2 separate regions of the Zea mays genome follow, and region 1 is linked to region 2. A link is a contact called in public Hi-C data. All regions are on one chromosome and are shown on one strand. Each heading gives the region's core, a stretch centred on a gene start, on an enhancer-like site or on the middle of the called end of the contact. The rest is flanking DNA. Distances are from core to core; before and after follow the strand shown. Region 1 holds the start of LOC100275712 (cyclic dof factor 2). Region 2 holds the start of LOC103649981 (geranylgeranyl diphosphate reductase, chloroplastic-like).

The links. A called contact is a pair of places that touch in the nucleus more often than the background predicts.
Region 1: a contact with region 2 is called in a Hi-C map of ear, with 5 times the contacts expected there. The contact joins the promoter of LOC100275712 here to the promoter of LOC103649981 in region 2. A contact is called at or near these places in 9 of 25 Hi-C or Micro-C datasets (bundle sheath, ear, endosperm and 3 more) and 1 of 3 datasets of contacts at active chromatin or transcription factors (leaf).

What each region holds. Positions count from the first base shown.
Region 1 is chr3:40,531,080-40,538,183 of Zm-B73-REFERENCE-NAM-5.0, reverse strand. It overlaps LOC100275712 (cyclic dof factor 2), which reads right to left and starts at 1,453. Exons shown (of 2, transcript XM_020549614.3): 1 at 1,048-1,453. The coding sequence starts at 1,197.
Region 2 is chr3:40,101,586-40,108,088 of Zm-B73-REFERENCE-NAM-5.0, reverse strand. It overlaps LOC103649981 (geranylgeranyl diphosphate reductase, chloroplastic-like), which reads left to right and starts at 3,353. Exons shown (of 1, transcript NM_001323411.1): 1 at 3,353-4,803. The coding sequence starts at 3,439. The coding sequence ends at 4,776. LOC100284614 (BCAS2 protein) reads left to right here. Exons shown (of 7, transcript NM_001317967.1): 2 at 164-339; 3 at 1,061-1,144; 4 at 1,643-1,712; 5 at 1,795-1,928; 6 at 2,494-2,551; 7 at 2,642-2,960. The coding sequence ends at 2,542.

The sequences.
Region 1 (7,104 bases), core at 204-2,703, 430 kb before region 2:
TTTAGTTTTGTTTGATTCGCAGTCTAAATTATAAAAATGATTAGAGAAAAGAAGAGAGAGTCTCTGTGTATATCGAGGATAAAGGAGTGTCCTCTTCGGTATTCAGAGGTCGTTGTCGAAGATGATTCTTTACATAACATCCTTGGAGACTTTCTTAGAGCAAGACTAATAATATAGCTAAATGATAGTGGTACGGATCATTGCAACTTATCACTTAGCCTACTTGTATAGTACTCCTTTCGTTTCGTTTTAGTTGTCGCTGGATAGTGTAAAATTGAACTATCCAGCGACAACTAAAAAGAAACGGAGGGAGTAGTTAGTTCTTCACTAGTAACATATAGGCCACATGTCTATCATAATTTTTTTATCCCTTTGTCTAAGTTAATGATAAGTTTATAGTCCGTTTCTTCTCTCTTCTTTTCTCGCTCTTCCATCTCAACATTAGTTTGTTTAGTGTTTATTATTATAACTGTTCTTACTCGTGATGCATCCATCACGTCAAAACGAGAGAGAGATAAAAGTGGTCCAGACTCCAAACTTCCAAGCATAAACTGTGTACGGGCGGGTTTTTTTTGGTGGGGCGTGGGGGACGCTATTCTAACCCATTCAGGAATTGTTCGGTTAGAAGTGGATTGAGGGGATTAAAAGAGATTTAATCCCCTTCTATACAAATCTAAATCTAAATAGGAGAGGATTTAATCCGCTCCAATACCCCTTAAACCTCCTCAAACCGAACATGCCCTCATGGACTTTTTTAGGTCTATCCATCCATTCATAAATCCTAATCGAACTTGCCCTGATCTTGATCGGCCTGTACCTCGTAGCGCCCACACACACACGATCTCGCTCTATTTTTAGCTTGCGCTTCCAAATTCTAAACAACCTCAGACGAGATTCCCGACACTAAATTTAAAACGGAAAAGTAAAGTTAAAAAGAGCGCGTAACTGAAATTGAACCGCCGATCACATAATCGAATCGCCTGCAGCGACATGACAAGTCTGCCACTCGCTGGAGTGACAAAGTGCAATCGAGTATACTAAACTAACCTCATCCACCGCCGCGGCAACCTCCGGCGCCCGTGGCTGCAGCTCATCCTGCGGCGGGTCCTCCACTTCCGTGGTTCCCGGGGCGGTTTCAGGCCCCCACGGGATCACCCGGCCGAAGAGCTTGATCCCAGGATCCTTCTGATCCGACATCCTCGTCCTGCTCTGCTCCCGCCTGCGAGACCGACAGGAACGCAAGCCGCTGCTGACTACGCGCTCTCGAAGCGGCGAGAGGAAGGAACCAAGCTGGAGGAGAGAGACAGGCTGAGGCAGTAATGGATATAGTAGCGGGGTGTTGCGGAATTGGGGGAAAACAGAGGAATTTGAGATGGGGTACTAGCCTTAAAAGCGTTTCCTCCGAGGCTCCGAACCAAAAGCTCGTGAGGAGTTGCAAATACATCCCCACAGAAATGCAAAAATTGATATTCTGACATGGTACGAGAGATCTAATGATCCTTTCAAATCTAGCTTAAACAATTTTCCATTCAAATTTAAACATAGCTCAAACTTCAGAATTCCTTTACTGTCTGTATAATACTACCTTCGTTTTCGAATATTTGTCGTCGACTAGTTTATTTTTAACTAAAACATAACAAATAAAAAAAATAGATAGAATATCTATTTTCTCAATCTTCATCTCTCGAGGTTGATCGATTTTCAAAATTGTGCCACACGATGGAAAACCGAGGGAGAGTTGTTGCGGGATTAGGTTTGAATAGTTAGTAAGCTTTTTTAGAGGGGTTACTAAAACACATGCGTATGAATTTTAGTTTTCTTTTAGACAACTGTTATTGCATACATGTTAATTGTGCATCTGGTTTGTTGCAATTTATATAGGCATAAATTTGTTCCAGGAAATAAAAAATAGTTAAACACAACTATAAACCAGAAAAAGTCTGATCCATGTTGGCATAAATTAAAGATTGTTAACATTATTTCTATAGTCAGATAAGGATAAATATTGATTTATTATGATGCAACAAATTATAAAAAAACAATAATTTACTTATACTAGTCTGTATACAAGAGTGAAGTCTGAAATCATAAAAAAACTAAATACCACAAATATAGGAGGTATTTTTTAAATGTTCGGCCCGGTTTTGTAGTCTAGGATCGGGAATCGGGAAACTGGGATAGCTAAAGGTTGAGAAGTTATTTTTATGCTTGTGTTTATTCATGTACTTGCTTAACACTAGATCTTCTAAAAAATCACTTCAACTTTTTTTAAAAGAAAAAATCAACATGTTCGACCCAAGAATTTAGAAAAAAAAAACTAAGATGCTTGCATATGATGGTACGTACCTTTTCCTGGAAATTATAGGAGTTTAGAAAAGTTAAAGTTAAGACAAATCCAAAATGACGTAGTAGAGAGTCGGGTATGGTAAATCAGACGGTAATAGCTTTGGCATGGATCTTTAGAAAAAGAAACAGCTTTGGCATGCATTTGTAATACAAAAATACAACAGCAACAAATAAAAACCCTTGTACAAAACAACAACAAACAAAAGAAAACTAGGCCGTTACAAAAATTCTCCAGGGTCCAGGGGTGTATATGCGACTTGGCACTTTCTCTGGGGGCACGCAACGCGAAAACGACTGCGGCGCACGATCCGGTCTGCGATCGGGTGACGCCGTGCGCGGGGGGCAGCTGGCGTCCAGGTCAGCGGCGCGGGCGCCCGACAGCCACGAGTTTTCGTGGCTGGGAGGCCGCGCGTGTGACGTCAGCGCCGGGGCGGCATGCCGTGGGCGAATCTTGCGAAAAGCGGAGCGCAAAGGGGCGGCCACCAGCCCCCGCTTTTCCTACTCTTTTCGTCTTTCTTTTTGCTCCCTTTTCGGCGAGAGAAGAAAAAAAGCGGGCTGCACTGCTGCTCGCAAGTCGCATCACGTGTCACGTGCCGCTGTGCCTTTGTCTCCTCTGTTCTGATGGGCCCGAGTGGCCCTGGTAGCTTGGCAACGGTTGCACAGTGCACTCAGCTGTGTCAACCACTACGCCACTACGGCATGAGTAACCCCTGGCTAAAGGGTTTAGTTAGAGATGACAATGGGTAAATATCAACCGGCTATTACTATCTCATACTCATACGTATGACACAAAATTAATCTTACCGGGTCACCCATATACACTAGTGGGTACGGATTTACCCCCATACTCATACCCATATGGGTATGAGTCACCCATCGGGTCACCCGTACCCACAAAAATTAAACATCTATCAAAATATTATACTATACAAATGTCAAGTATATCCATATAAATACCATTACAAAATTTTATAGCATCATTTAACCATCCATTCAACACACCAAAGATAATTGGATAAAGTAGTAACACTAGGATAGTACTACATAGCACATTACATGTTCCATTACATGGTCATTAAATTATCGTTAAGCCTTCTATGACATTATGGTCTAAAAGATTGTTAATAGTAAAAAATATGGATGACTAAAGTCCAAGTTAATGCTTGGGCTAAGTTTATATTGGGTATTTTATACCCACGGGTTAACGGGTATGGGTAAAGGCGGAACGTTCTAATACCCGTTTATCCATTGGGTGAAGATTTTTGCCCAATAACATACCCATGGGTAGAATATTTAGCCCATATACATACCCTAATGGAGTAAATACCCATCGAGTATCGGGTCGCGGGTACCCATTGCCATCTCTAGGTTTGGTGCTAGAGGGCCTTCGGCTTGATCTCGGCTCTAAGTAGAAATTAAGTAGACACAAATCATACTCTAAGCCATACGGTCTAAGGGGCACGGTGACGCCTTCTCACAGTACTCAGCCAACTCCAGTATTCGAGGCAACCCTTATTGAGGCTATAAATAGGATAGTCTATAGCTTCACGTAGACAGGTGAACACTTCACAGTTTTCTCTTTCATCACGGTATTGATATTTGCCTCAATCAACCCTAGGGACATGGGATTATTCTCTCTCCCGTTCGACTTGTATTCCCTACTGCAAGCACTTAGGTGCAAAAAATATAAGTCTCATTCCCCTCTGCTGGAAGTAAGACTTTGTCTTACCCGAACCAGAATAAAGACTTATGTCATCTTGCATCACACATCTGGGTTAGGGACACGTAACATTATTTTACTAGTCGGTTAGGTCCACGGATCCAAACATCGACAATAGGATTATAAAAAAGGTGGGATATGTGTAAAGTAACAATAATAAAGTTTTTTTAACGGACCACTACTATATAGTTTGTTACGACTAGGACAATAGTCAACTAGTTAGATCTCTTCTCTACTTTTGTAGTACTCACGGTCCCACGATTTCACAATCGTCGTGCTCGTCAAGTGGCGTGGGGTGTTATCTCTCAGATAGATGGCGAGAAAATAGCTAAATACAACACGACACGAAGTTGCACACAGAGCAACACTTACGTATAGTATCACCTCATTAGCTGAAAGAGGATGAACAATCGAATGAGCTATAAAAAGGGTTAGTGAAAGGGAAATGGCTTCAACATTTCCTATAAGGTCCCGTTTGTTTCCTTTTATTTTGAGGAATTGTAATTTTACTAATGGAATAGGCTACTTTTTTTCAAATATGACATTCCACCACTTTCCAAAGTTATCATATAAGCCTATCTCAAATTTATGGAGTGAGAGATGGAAATTTATTCTATAGATTTACATGCTATTTTCCAATGTACAACTTATAACACACTCTTCTACTTGCTTCGCTATAACGTAAATGTAGTATATAACTATCTCTCTCATATGATTTAGGATAATATACAAATATATTACATATATAAATATATGAACTTAATTAGTTTTGTCTAAATTATAATTATTAAAATGAAATTCAATTCCAACGAAACAAACGGGGCCTAATCGATTTTGGTGTTTGACGTCCATTACAAAACATATGGACTAACTGGTTTGTCTAGTGGATGTTTTTCTCAGGTGCATAAAGTTCAACATAAACATACGGAGAAAAAGACTTAAGGGAACTCTACAAAGTTTGGAGCATACAAGATTTGGTGCAGCCAGTGGCGCACCAGACACTGTCCGGTGCCTAGGCTGCAGCCCTCCGTGAACTGGTCGCTCTCGTGTTTCCTCAGCGCGCGTCCACTAAAATTCATCGGACTGTTCGGTGCACCACTGGACTGTCCGGTGAGCCAACGGAGCAACGGTCAACTTTGCCCAACGGTCGACTTGCTGACTGTGGTGCGGTCAGCATCGCAGAAGTCAAGAGTCAATCTAGAAAGTCAGAACACACCGGACTGTTCGGTGCCACAAGAAGATAGAAGACTTCAACGGTCAACAACTCCAAACCCCAACGGTCGGCTGATGTGGCACTCACTAGACAGTGAACAATAGAGTGTCCGGTGCACCATCAGACTGTCTGGTGTGCCCAGCGACAGCAAAGTCAGCCAACGACTAGGAAGTGGTTGGAGGATATAAATACCTCCCAACCACCACCATTCAAGCCATCCAAGCATTGCAACTTCTCCATTCAATACTAGAGCAAAAGAATAGACTCCAAGACACAATCAAAGCATCAAATCCTCTCTCCAAAATCAAATCAAGTGCTTAGTGACTTGTGAGAGGGTGATTTGTGTTTCCTTTGTTGCTTGGTTGCATTCTTCTTCTCATTCTAATCTTTCTAAGTGCTTTGTAAAGCTAGCAAGAGACACCTAATTATGTGGTGATCCTTGTGGGGTCTTAGTGACCCGCGTGATTAAGAAGAAGAACTCAACCAGTCTAAGTGACCGATTGAGAGAGGGGAAGGGCTGGAATAGACCCGTCCTTTGTGGCCTCCTCAACGGGGAGTAGGTTCTTTGGAACCAAACCTCGGGAAACGAATCGCCGTGTTCACTTATGTTGATCTTCATCACTCAATTTGTTTCTCCCCTCTCCTCTCTCTTTAAAGTTCTCTTGCTCACATCGTTTTGAGTTTGCTCCCAAAGTTATCCGCATTGATTGAGAAACTCATAGCAAGAGAAACGACCTTCCTCACTCCGAGTTTATTTCTAACGCTAACCCTGAGTGTAGTGCGTGTTCAAAGTTTATAATTTTCAGGTTTCGCCTATCCCCCCCCCCTCTAGGCGACTTTCAATTGGTATCAAAGCCAGGTTATTCATTAGAGTTTAACAACTCGAAGTGATGTCGGGAGAACACGCCAAGAGGGAGATGGTGACCGGGAAAAGGTTGGATCTTCGGGGAAGAACATCAAAGAAAGAACTCCATCGAAGGAGGCCGACGACAAGAGCAAGGAGGAATCTGTCGGCTCCATCAAGTCACATAGGAAGGGTGACAAGAAGAAAAAGAAAATGAAGAAGGTGGTCTACTATGAGACCGACTCTTCATCACCTTCCACCTTCGACGTTGAGTTCACATCTTCAAAGCGCCAAGAGTGTAAGAAATATAGTAAGATGCCTCTTCATTATCCTCGCATTCCTGAACGCGCTCCTCTACTTTCCGTACCCCTAGGTAAACCACCATATTTTGTTGGTGAAGATTATTGTATGTGGAGTGATAAAATGATGCACCATCTAACCTCACTCCAGGAAAGCATATGGGATATTGTTGAGTTTGGAGCACAGCCACCACAGGTGGGCGACGAGGATTACGACTCCGATGAGGCCGCCCAAATAAGGCACTTCAATGCCCAAGCCACCTCAATACTCATTGCTTCCTTGTGTTTTGAGGAGTACAACAAGGTGCAAGTATTGAAGGGTGCCAAAGAAATTTGAGACGTCCTCAAAACAATGCATGAAGGGGACGAGGTGACCAAAATCAGCAAGCACGAAATGATCGAGGGAGAACTCAGTCGATTCGTCCTCAACAAAGGAGAGGAACCACAAGCAATGTACAACCGGCTCAAGACGATGGTCAACCAAGTCTGCAACCTCGGGAGCACCAAGTGGGATGACCATTAAATGGTCAAGGTTATTCTTAGATCTCTTGTTTTTCGTAATCCCACTCAAGTTCATATAATCCATGGAGATCCTAGATATAAACAGATGCCTCCCGAGGAGGTCATTGGAAAGTTTGTGAGCTTTAAACTTATGATCAAAGACTCCAAACACATTGTCAAC
Region 2 (6,503 bases), core at 2,104-4,603:
AATTCCATAGTCCATAGATATCTTAGATATACTTGATTTTTAACTATTGTGTCATATCAAAACCGGAACCTTGATCTGAATCAAGAAATCCGCAGGTTTTGACTGTTTGAAAATCTATGTGTGGTGTAATTAACGTAAAGTATGCTATCATTTTTTGTTTCAGAATCATCCTATGCTTTCTAAAGAATATGAACGTGTTAGGGCTGGCAAACCTCCTTTTATGCTAGATATGTCTCGCTATGGTTTGGAGCCACCTCCAATGAACAAGAGGAATGATGTTGGCGCTTGGAGGCAGGCTCTACGGAATGCTCAGAGCCAGTTGCAGCATCAAATTATAAGGTAAGTCAAGGTATTATTTTTGGTGCATCAGGGGTTATGTATTCACATTCTATAACATAGATGCCTATTTGCAGAACTGTGTGTCTATGTAGAAACTAAGTAAAGCATTTTTGTGACAGCTACAAGTTTATAGCTTGTATAATAATGAATATGGCTTGCACTGTTGTTTAGCGTGATGTGAAAAAAATCTTAACTCTAACGTATGTACTGATAAGCTGCCATAACCATTCCTGACATGCCATAGTCAGAATAGTGCCCTTGTTTCTCCACAAATGCATAAAATCTGCTGCATGCTGAGTTAATGAACTTTTTCTCTGCGTAGTTGCATTTTCTACCCCATTTAATATAAAGGTCACAAGTTCACGATGCCTATATTTTTATTACTCTCTTCAATGATTTCTGTAGGGCAATTTTGAATTTGACCATTCATTTCTGTAATTTATATGTTTTGATAAGTGATAACTATGAAATGACAGCCATAATATTATAATCTAACAGTACATTATTTTTGTCATTAAACCTGCATGTTATTTTTAGTAAATGTATTCAAATTTCAAATCTTGAAACTTTCATGCCTCATAAAAGTGATGAATAAAAGGAAAAGCCATTACTGTTACTCTATTGCTGGACAAACCTTTATCTGTTTTTCTGTTTATGATAAATAGAAATTTATTGGTGCCTTATTTTGAAAATATGTTTTGAAACAGTGCTAGTATTGCAGGATAGAGAATCTCGAGCTTATGCTGAAATATGGCGTAGATGTTTGGAAGCTCCAGAACAGACAAATGGAATCAGTTCTGTCTAGGTAAGTTAATGTCTATGTGGTCCTTGACAATGTCGTGTCTCTTCTTTCTTGCCTTCCATTTAGAACACGGCCTGTTTGGTGCCATGCTGGCTATGGCTCCATTGGCAGCTTCGGCGTCGGAGGCTGGAGCCGGAGTTGCACCAAACAGCCAGGAGAGGAGAAACGCTTCTGCACCTGTGGAAGAGGAACTGGGGCTGTTTTACATGTATGGATGCGAAGCTGGTTTCCGGGGCTCCCGCTCCGGCAACAGAGTGCCTGCGGAGGAACCGCACTAAATGTGCCCTTAGTTTGGTTTACGGATTGCACTATCAGTTATTGGGAAGCGACAAAAAATGATGTATCTAAATCATATTTTGTTGATCTTATGTGTGATATGTCAGTGATAGTGCGAGCTTAGATGTCCACTGAAGCACTCTACATGTTTTATAGGTTTAAAATATTACCAATCAGTGTCACACTTATATGGATTTGAGACATGATCTGCCATCTTATATGCAGGATGCAAAAGATGGCTGTAGAATACAATGAAAGGATAGAAAATGTCAATCGCGAGAGGAAGTTCCACCAGGTTATAAGCATTGATCTCTTTATTTGGAAGTTTGAGTCATGATAATATTTCATTGTCAGCTCATAATTTGTTTTTTAATCAGCAAAATACTGGAGGACAGCTGCATGCCCTGAAAATGGAATGGCAGGAGCTGTGTCAAAAAAATATAGCTATTCAGGCTGCTTGTGTTGACCTGCAGAATCATATTGATCAGCTTAAACTTGAAGCAAAAGAACTGTACGTGTACTCTCTTCTTCCCCCCTCCCTCTCCCTAGGCCTGTTCATAGTCTGGTTACAACCCAGCCCAACCCAGGAAGACCATAGCAAACCGCACATAGAGGCAATGTACATGCTGGTTTGCATCGTGTCCAAACCACTTAACCCGTGGGTTCATCTTCTTCCTGCTGTCGGTGCACCTTCCTATCTTATTGAAGTTGCTGATACCGGTCCTGCCAATTGAGTAAAGAAACTGCAGCCGCTACCTTGACAATCCTGCCTTCCCATCTCATCTGTGCTGCCTCTTCGTGCCGTCCGGGTCCGGCGTCCATGACTGGCTGCCGCTGATCATCTACTTCCACGGAGGCGGATATGTCCTCTTCCGTGTGGCCTACGATCTGTTGTACGACACCTGCATGGCGCTCACTGCCACCACCTTGGCTGTTGTCGTATCTGTGGGTACCAAACCGGAGGAGAATAGCTACGGCCTACGGGTTGGGGCGGGTTTACCCAGAAAATGTTTTAACCAGATCAGGCCGACCTTTCCATCTATACATATGAATCGTGATAGAATACTTGTTAACAGGGGAATGCCCATGGACGACAACTCAGGAACCGACCCACAAGCATCATGAGGATTTGAGGTACATTATGTGCCGTCCAGTTAAGTTGAGACGCCACGAGACAGCCATTGTTTCCGTTATGTTTACAAAATTATGCTGTTGCTACTACAGATACAGAGGTGGCAAGGAAGAAGCTACGCTTCATTTGAGTCTGGCAGCTGGACGTTTCATTAGCCATTGTGATTACCTGTCCTGCAATTGTCATATGGGACAGTCTGTTTGATATTGAAAACAATGTGGACTGTGCCTAGCAATCCCATGACCTGTGCTCCTGAAAACACCTCGCAGAGGAAGAATCTAAATTCGTGTATTGTTGTCCGTTGAAGTGCCCTAACTTGTGGCAAGAGAAATGCAGCTGATGTATGCAGACTCTCCAGTTGACATTGAGTTCTTACATGAAGCTTTTCTGTTTGATTTTCTGCTTGTTTCTGAAAATACCTTGTGCTTTGCCCTCTTCTGAACACGCTTACAAGTGTTTGCAGACAGTGCATTTCAAAAACCCGGGTTTTTTTTAAATCTGTATGTTTGAAAGCACTTGATGTGTCCATTTTAGATCCAACGGTAAACAAGTGACACTTCGAAATCGTACCTGGACGGCTCGTCCCCCGTTTCCGAGTTCCAAGTAGAGGACGTAGAGGTGGTAATGAATTAAGATCCAAATGTTTCTTAATAAAATGATAGTGCCTTAAATAAATTGTAGTTAAAAAATAAATAAAAATAAGACTTGATTTTAATTAGATCCTTAAATTTTATTGTAAAATTTAGATCATATTGTTACCCATATTCCAACTGTCACACTGCCACTGCAGAGCCACCACACCGCGCCTGCAGCTAGACTCCAAGAAGGAAATCTCCAGCGTCCAGCCCATAGTGAATCTCCCGGAGTCGCCCAAACCACAGCGACAACCATGGCCGCCGCCGCCTGCTATTCGCCAGCGCGCATCATCATCTCCTGCTCAGCCACCACCACCTCCTCATCGTCGTCAGCGCGCACGCTGCGCGTCGCCGTAGTGGGGGGTGGCCCCGCGGGCGCGTCGGCTGCCGAGGCGCTGGCCTCGGCGGGGGCCCGGACGTTCCTCCTCGAGCGCAGCCCCGCGGGCGCCAAGCCCTGCGGCGGTGCCATCCCACTCTGTATGCTGGACGAGTTCGCCATCCCGCGGGACCTCGTTGACCGCCGCGTCACCCGGATGCGCGTGCTCTCCCCCTCCAACCTCGCAGCCGACTTCTCCCGCGCGCTGCCCCCCGGGGCGCACATCCCCATGCTCCGCCGCGAGGTGCTCGACTCCTTCCTCCGCCGCCGCGCCGTCGAGGCCGGGGCCGAGCTCGTCCCGGGCCTCGTCACCTCGCTCTCGCTCCCCGCGGGGCCCGCCGACCCCTACCTCGTCCACTACATCTCGTCCTCCCCGGAGGGCGTGGGAGCGGGACGGAGCGTGCTGGAGGTGGACGCCATCGTCGGCGCGGACGGCGCCAACAGCCGCGTGGCGCGCGAGGTCGGGGCCGGGGACTACACGACGGCCATCGCGTTCCAGGAGCGCATCCGCCTCCCCGACGCCGGCATGGCGTACTACGACGACCTCGCCGAGATGTACGTGGGCGGGGACGTGTCCCCGGACTTCTACGGCTGGGTGTTCCCCAAGTGCGACCACGTGGCCGTCGGGACCGGCACCGTCGCCGCCAAGCCGGAGATCAAGCGCCTCCAGTCCGGCATCCGGGCGCGCGCGGGCCCCAAGATCGCCGGCGGCCGCGTAGTCAAGGTGGAGGCCCACCCGATCCCAGAGCACCCGCGCCCGCGCCGCGTCGTGGGGCGCGTGGCCCTAGTCGGCGACGCGGCGGGGTACGTCACGCGGTGCTCCGGCGAGGGCATCTACTTCGCGGCAAAGTCGGGGCGGCTGTGCGGGCAGGCCATGGCGGAGGAGTGGGCGCGCACGGGCTCCGTGACGGAGGCCGGGCTGAGGCGCGGCTACCTGCGGCGTTGGGACGACGAGTTCCTGCTCATGTTCCGGTTCCTGGACCTGCTGCAGCGCGTGTTCTACGGCGGGAATGCCGGCCGCGAGGCGCTGGTGGAGATGTGCTCCGACGACTACGTGCAGCGGCGGACGTTCGAAAGCTACCTGTACAAGCGGATGGTGCCTGGCGAGCCGTGGGGCGACCTCCGGCTGCTGTGGCGGACGGTGGCCAGCATGGTGCGCTGCGGCGTCATCGGCAGGGAGGTGGAGCGCCTGCGACGGCTGGAGCTGCAAGGCTAGATAGGAGCTTTGCTGAATAATAATAATGTAAGATGTGGCCGATTGACGTTGTCATCGTTTTCTCAATGCATTTTATACCCTTCCTTTGAAATTTGGTAAAGATCTTAAAACTTTGCCATGAATAAGCTGTGGTTAGGAACCGGATACATATCGAACTATACCCACAATGCGAATGTCAAGTGATAACCTTATCGTACAGCACAATTGCGATGCATTAAAATGAACTGAATTGCTCAGTAAACGATCTACCAGCGCTAATGGCCAATTACAGTGTCTTAACATCGGAACATGTATTGAGAGTAATCACGCAACATAAGTACAAAACAAAACCAGCTCTCTGAAAAGCCTACCAAAGAAATACAACACTTAAACATTCCAATGAAACAACAATCATCAAAATGACCATGGCTCCGTTTCTGCGGAAAATGCCTCACCATGTGCTCCGTGAAACCGCAGAAATATCCAATCAGGCCTGTGTTCATTGGTATGTCAGTGTGCCGCATGAGTACATGACAGTCTTGGTAATGCTAAGCAGCGAAAAAGGTCCGACTTATTTCAAAGATCATGGGAATGCTGATTAAACTACAATAATTTTGCAAACGAGTGTGTGGAGTTTGGTAATCAATACCTTGTTTGCAATGTTGTTCGAGAGCCAGTCAAGACCCTCGTACAAACCTATCTCCTGTGGTAGCACATGTGCTCTGGATATACCTACAAGTCACAGAGAAATCACATTAAAAGTTTTTAATGTCGGTAAAAATTATCAAACTATCAAGTTACCGTGCAATCAAACTATCGAGTCATGAAAAACTCTCGCGGGGGCATTTGGATACCTTCGTTTTAGGGAAATTAGAATTCACTTAATAAAGTAACCTATTTAGCTTTGAGTTTGACATTTCATCACTTTCCAAAGTTCAGATATAAGTCTATCTCAAATTCATGAGTGGGGCATGGGAAATGATTTTATGTATTACTAGAATTTGTTTTTACTCTGTAACTTACATGACGCTCTTCGGTTCACTTCTTTATAATAAAAATGGAGCACATAAATATCTCCGATATCTTACTAATAATAGTATACAAATATATTTTACATAAAATCAAATTAGCTTAATTGATATATACCTAAATTACTATTATTAGAATGAAATTCAATTCCAATGATCAAACGTGGCATTAATGTACACTTTTAAAAATAATTCATGTATAAGTAATTGAGTAACAACAATAATTGAGTTATATCTATAGATTTTAAGCCTTTTCACGTTGACCAGCAACAGAATATTTTATGAATCATTAGCTAAGTTAATTATTCAAAATAATTAGTATTGTATCTTAATTATTTTTATGCAAAATAAAGAATGAACCAATATTTGGATCGGGTGCGGGTCACCCACGGGTTAAAATAGAAACCCGCACCAACGCCCGCGAAACTTCGGGTCGGATGCGGGTTGCACCTGCGGGTCAAAACCTCCACCCATACCCGCACCTATCGTGTCGGGTACTGTCGGCGTTTCGACCCCGGGGGGTCCCTGGACCGACGAGTAAATTGTCGCCGCGTGTCCTAGCCCAGATGGGTCGGCGCGAGATGGAGCACAAAGGGGGGAGAAACGGCAAAGGGGAAACCCACGACCTTCGTGTTGTCCTGCGCCCAGGTCGGGTGCGCTTGCAGTAGGGGGGTTACAAGCATCCGCGTGGGAGAGAGAGAGAGAGAGGGAGCCCTGTGC